Linked DNA regions of Zea mays: region 2 is linked to region 1. A link is a contact called in public Hi-C data. All regions are on one chromosome and are shown on one strand. Each heading gives the region's core, a stretch centred on a gene start, on an enhancer-like site or on the middle of the called end of the contact. The rest is flanking DNA. Distances are from core to core; before and after follow the strand shown.

Region 1 (2,848 bases), core at 332-2,831:
GAATGATGCACATATTTAGGGGGAGATGTGCTACAACTTGACCCTTTGATACTAATCTGTTTGTTTGAGTATACTTGATGTAGTCTCAAAGGTGCATTGAAAGGGAAAGGTGAACTTGGACAATGAAAAGACTTCCACTGCACTCCGGTATTAGTGTACTCACCTCCAAGTTCATACTTATGCTCTCATTGCCTTTTTGCTCTTAATTGACATTTTTGGTGAGGCAATGGGGTTAAAGGGCCAATAATGATTCTGTTTTGGTGCTTAATGCCAAAGGGGGGGAAATTAAGGCCAAAGCAAATGGATCAGCTACCACTTGTTAATTTCAAAAATAATAGAGTTTGAATTTTTGATTTATACAAAATACTCTTATTGCAAAATTTGGTCTCTTGTGGGGGAGAATTTTGATTATGGGAAAAAGGAGGAGTTTTTGGCACTTGATCAATTTTACTCTTGGAATAACTCTTTATGTGCTCAAACAAGTGTGTTTGACTTAGAAATAGGAAAATGAATTTGATTTGCAAAAACAAAACCAAGTGGTGGCAAAGAGCGATCCTAATATGCCAAATTATAGTAAAAAACAATTTGGTCTTCAATTGCATTGATGTTGCACTTCTTTTGGTTGCTTTTGGTTGTGTTGGCATAAATCACCAAAAAGGGGGAGATTGAAAGGGAAATGTGTCCTTGGGCAATTTCTATAATGTTTTGGTGATTAAGTGTCCAACACATTTAGTTGAGTTCTAATGTGCAAAATAAAGAGAGAAGTGGAAATCAAGGAAAAAGGTATGTTTCTAGACTTGGTAAATTGTTTTGTGTACTAACATGGTTATCCAAGTGCTAGAAATAGTGACTAAAGAAGAAGAAAGAAAAAAGGGAAAAGCTTGGCTCTATGCAGCCAATCCTTAGCTCGGTGTGGCACACCGGACAGTGTCCGATGCGCCAGACTGGTCCACGTGAAAGGGCCGCTCTCGGGACTCGACGGCGGCGTACGACTATAATTCACCGGACCGTCCGGTGGTGCACCGGACTGTCCGGTGAGTCATCCGCGGCGAACTCGTCGCCCTCATTAAAAGCAAAGGGGGTAAAATGAAGTTTCCAAACTAGCCTTTAGTGTTAATGAACTTGTAAAGGTACACCAAACAGTAAAAAATAGTTAGGGCTGATTTGACAACTCTATTTTTCTAAGGGATTCTTATTTTCGCAAGAAAAAATTAACTAATTTTCCTTAAAAAAATAGAAACCTCTTGGAAAAATGAGGATGACATGGATAAAAATTAGGCAAATTTGTATATTAATAGTATGAGTATTATCTTTGTCCATGTTCTTTAAGATTTCTGGGTCCGCGCCACTGAAGAGACTAGTACATACCAAACGGTTTTATGGGGACGTTTCGTTATATTTCTTTTTCTTTTTTTTTTGACTCGCCTAGCTTGGCAAGCAAAAGGAACTCCTTGTCCTTGGTGCGCACGTGAAACAAAAGCTGAATAATCTTGTCGTCGAAACCCGGCCCAGGCCCCAGGTCCATATATTTGGACTTACGTAACGTCGGTGTCAGCCCTCCCAAACCAGCCCATCTGTCCAACGGCCTACTGGGCCGCGGGCGACACAAACGGACCGTGCGTCCCTCTCTCCCTCCTCGGTTACCCTATCGGAGAGAGAGACACAGAAGTCAGAAAAGTGGCAGGTGGTCAAAGGCCCCCGAACCCAATCAAGGCAATCATCGCTCGGTTTCCGTTCCGTTGGACACCTAGTATACAGCTGCTGCCTGCCCCCTGTCCAGCCCTGGGTAGCCCGTAATCCAGGTGCGCTACAGTGTACTACTAGTACAGCCGTGACGAGAAGTACTCCGTAGTAGAGTAGTGTAGTCCTAGGCGGAGTAGCCCTCGCAATTACACCCTGCGTACCCAACGCACCGTGCCGCTTTGCTCTTTGGGGCGCGCGCTCGCTTCGTTGCTACGTACTAGTCGTCTCGTCCCTGGCTCCCTGCCCTGCGGCTTTAGCCTGCGCCGCTGGCTACGCCGGTGGGCTTGCTCGCTCTTGCTGACACTACGACCGTCGTCCACTGATTCGCTTCTCGCATGCACGACCGTTGCATGGCATGGGGCATGGCGACAGGCGGACAGGCGCTTCGACCGGGAACAGTTTCGGCGTGGTCCCCGTGTCAAATGCACACACAGCTGATCTAAGATTAAATTGTCAAAAAAAAATAATTACTAAGAACACTAGCTAGTTCAGTAGTACACTACTGATACTGTGATGAATAAATAAGAGAGGAAATGAAAGTTGTGCGCTTGGTTTCTACTGCCATCCTTAATGCGATGTTCTGCTCGCTGTACACTACCGAATCCATGGCTTTGCCGAGTACTCGGCACTTTGCCGAATGCTTTTTATCGGGCACTCGGTAAAGAAACTTTTATCGAGTGTCGCACTCGGTAAAGTCCCCCTCTCGGTAAACAACGCGTTTACCGAGAGCAGGACTTTCGGCATAGAAATACACTCGGCAAAGATATCTTTACCGAGAGTCAAGCACTCGGCGAAGGTGGCGCTCGGCAAAGGGTCGTCAGCGGCCGTCTAAAGTTGACGGCCGTTAACCTTTGCCGAGGGCCGAGTGTCAACCTGCAGACACTCGACAAAGAATTATTTGCCGAGTGTCATCTTTAAACACTCGGTAAAGTATATTTTTTTTTCTTTTCCCAACCAAACTTTTTGTGGTATGTTCCTACACTATGTAGACCTACATGTACCATTTTGGCACAATTATAAAAGTGTTTCCTATAACTATTGGATTTAGTTCGGTTAATGGAATTTTCTTATATAATTCAGATTTGAGCTGCAAGTCACTCGAAAC
Region 2 (2,888 bases), core at 133-2,632, 410 kb after region 1:
TGACACAAAGATGAATTGTCATATCATGAACTTCATATTCATCTTGAGTTAAGTTGTGTTGTAGGATCAAAGATCTCAATAATGGTGAATTAAGATCAAAACCTACAAAATGCTAAATTCTAAAGGACGGTAACATATAATCTTAAGTGTTCATTTCTTTCAATTGGTATAACCCTTGTGTCTTGAGTAGTCACATAGGAAAATTTGAAGCAGTTGAGAATGTTCTTTAAATGTTTTGCCTTCTTTTGGAAAGATCCATCTTATTATAGATTGTGTATGCTTTAATTCGTCTGTTGTTGCAATCCACATTCTATTCATGCCATAGTGTTATTTCTATCATTTAGTCTGTCGTTTGGTATATCGTTTTTACGATTGCCTAGACATAAAGAGAATGATCCCAAGCTCTTAATGGAATAAAGTGCTTCGCATGAAATTCAAATTTTTAAAGCACTCATTAATGGAACTCTCTTTATGACTAGGATGGGTTTCGTTGGGCCTCCTTTGGGCTCAACTGGATTTTTTTTATTCTGAAAACCTTTATCATTGCCAGATTAAAACCGGATGCTACCTGTGATGAGCATTCTATAGTCGTATAGTAGTCTCGTTTTGAGTTGCTAATAGTCCTAGTCAATGAACAATGATCTCTCCCTCCGTGCGTCTCAAATTTGGGTCTTGTTGTGCTGTTGTTTTGTATGTATAATCCTATGATATGTACAAAATTTGAGTAAGGGATAAAAGAATATGTTTTCGGGAGTTTCGTAGCCACCGCATGCTAGGCCCATACATATTACTCTGGTACACATTATTTGTGCAATAACCAGGAGGTTGTTCGGAGTATTTTTAATTGGTTATATAGACAACATGGTAGCTACACTACACTACACCTTATCACACCCTGAAAGCTATCACCTAGCTAGTGACTGATCGGATCATATCACACATGCATGATGCACAAAGGATCCAGCCAAACACATGCATGGTATCCATCCACAATGGGCCAGCACACAGGTGGATGAGTGGGGCCGTGGGAGTTTGCTAGTAAAGGTGAAGCAAGACTAGATGGGGAGGTTGGAGGAATTTAAACTCCCATTGCCCTAGTCTTTTCAGCCAGCCTTTCATCAATTTGGTAGTAATCTTTTTCGATGATGGGGCCGGGAGCAGGAGAGGTGCGATGGAAAGAGCTTGTGGCTAGCCGCTGCTGTTGTTCTTTCTGTGCTGCCGCGCGCTGCTGCTGCTAGCTACGGAGTACTCCTAGGCTAGCTAGTTAGGTAGGAGGAACGCAGCAAGCAAAGAATATAATCTCATTCCCATGCGTTCCGTCCAGCCCATAGGCAAAGCCATCTCCTAGCTCCTCCTCCCGTCCAATCAGAAGGAAGCACGTGGGCAGGACACGACCAGGCTTTCCCGTTCCATCCTATCTGAACACGAAATCCAAGCTATAGGTAATACAGTAGTGTAGCTAGCAACCGCTTTTGTGTCACATGCATGGATGGCCGCCTTTCCAATAGATCTGCATGGTAGAGCATGGGTGTGGCATGGCATGGATCAGGGATCAGGGTCACCCCCACCGAAGGCATTGCTTGCTATATGCTAATAGGCAGTATACATGCTTTTGATGTTGACAGGGGACGGTGGTGCCAATGACATAAAGTGATTGCCATGTTTATTCCCAAACGACACTTTTAGCCTTTTACCAAAAGAGCTTTAAGAGATAGATTCGCTAGATAATATGCCGGTCCTGTCCTCGGAGTTGTCGGTAGGCGTCAAGTCAACAGAAGAAATACTCTAAGGATGTTATGTTTCAGATGGCTCTCCCCCTTCACGTTTTTTTAACCAAATAGGCTCAGCTCCACGTAAGTCTGCTTTAAAAAAGAGTAGAGTCAAGAGAGAGCATCCAAACTTTTAGTTTTTTTTAGCTAATCTATGATAGAGTTTGTGGAGCTAAGGTTAGTCATGTTTGACTAGCTTAGTTGTTGTGTGTTTGGCTTATAACCATAGTTGTGGCAAGGTTTTTCACCTTTTGCATAAATTCCACCGGTCAATGACTTGTAAAAATGTGGCAAGATTTCCTTTGACATTGCCAAGATGTGGTCGACAATTTGTGCGCCTAACCTTAGGCAAATGTGGAACAAAAAATATATAGCAATCTGTGGCACACCTTAGACATACAACCAAACACGCCAAGTCTCTAGCTATGGTTTCAGGCCAAGGATATAAAAGCGATTGAAGAGCTTCGATCTTTGTTCATTGAATCCTCATCGGACTACTTTGACTATCCATAGTTGAATCAAAAGTACATGGTGCTGAAGGTGATAGAAGCAAAGATTCGGCTGCGACGGCGAAAACCTTCCTCTACAAGTGATGCCTAAAAGGAGCCTCAGCTAAGAAAAGATGTGCATGCAGGCCTGTATGATGAAAATGTCATAAATTCACATCTCCAAGTATGGAGCTCTACTACATAAGCGAGAGGGGTAAAAAATTGTAATTTCATGGGAGGTTGTATAGGAGCTCGATCATGTAAATAGTTTACAATATAACTACCAAAACGGATCGGACCTTAATTTGACAGAATTTGTGCTTGTGGTTGTCCTCATGCCGTCGCGAGAGCTATCAGAGGCATAATTTATAATTCCAAAATTTATGTTTGTGATGGTTAATGTCTTTTATTTTTCTGTGTGCTCATGGTTCACATTTACTTATATTGTATGCTTCTTGTTGGAACTGTTACTTGATTTAAAAGTCGTAATAACCTCGCTCGAAGATGTCTGAATGATTATGCTTGTAAATGAAGAATGACATTCATCAATCATCAATGGATACATGGATAACGATTAGTCCGTTTCATTTTACCGGCCTCCTCTCCTCCTTTCGAAATATGAAAGGAGCAG

What was found. Hi-C and Micro-C count contacts between places; a contact is called where the count stands out from the background.
Region 2: a Hi-C map of tassel shows a contact between it and region 1, with 3 times the contacts expected there. The contact joins two enhancer-like sites. A contact is called at or near these places in 2 of 25 Hi-C or Micro-C datasets (ear and tassel).

What each region holds. Positions count from the first base shown.
Region 1 is chr7:111,740,975-111,743,822 of Zm-B73-REFERENCE-NAM-5.0, forward strand. No RefSeq gene overlaps it. Among protein-coding and RNA genes, the nearest start is that of LOC118472958, 47 kb to the right of the region's middle. Within about 2 kb of position 1,582, at least 17 of the 20 cell types and tissues checked have an H3K27ac peak or open chromatin away from gene starts, as enhancers often do. A contact at or near this core is called in ear and tassel, where this site is marked.
Region 2 is chr7:112,148,834-112,151,721 of Zm-B73-REFERENCE-NAM-5.0, forward strand. No RefSeq gene overlaps it. Among protein-coding and RNA genes, the nearest start is that of LOC103632712, 100 kb to the right of the region's middle. Within about 2 kb of position 1,383, at least 15 of the 20 cell types and tissues checked have an H3K27ac peak or open chromatin away from gene starts, as enhancers often do. A contact at or near this core is called in ear and tassel, where this site is marked.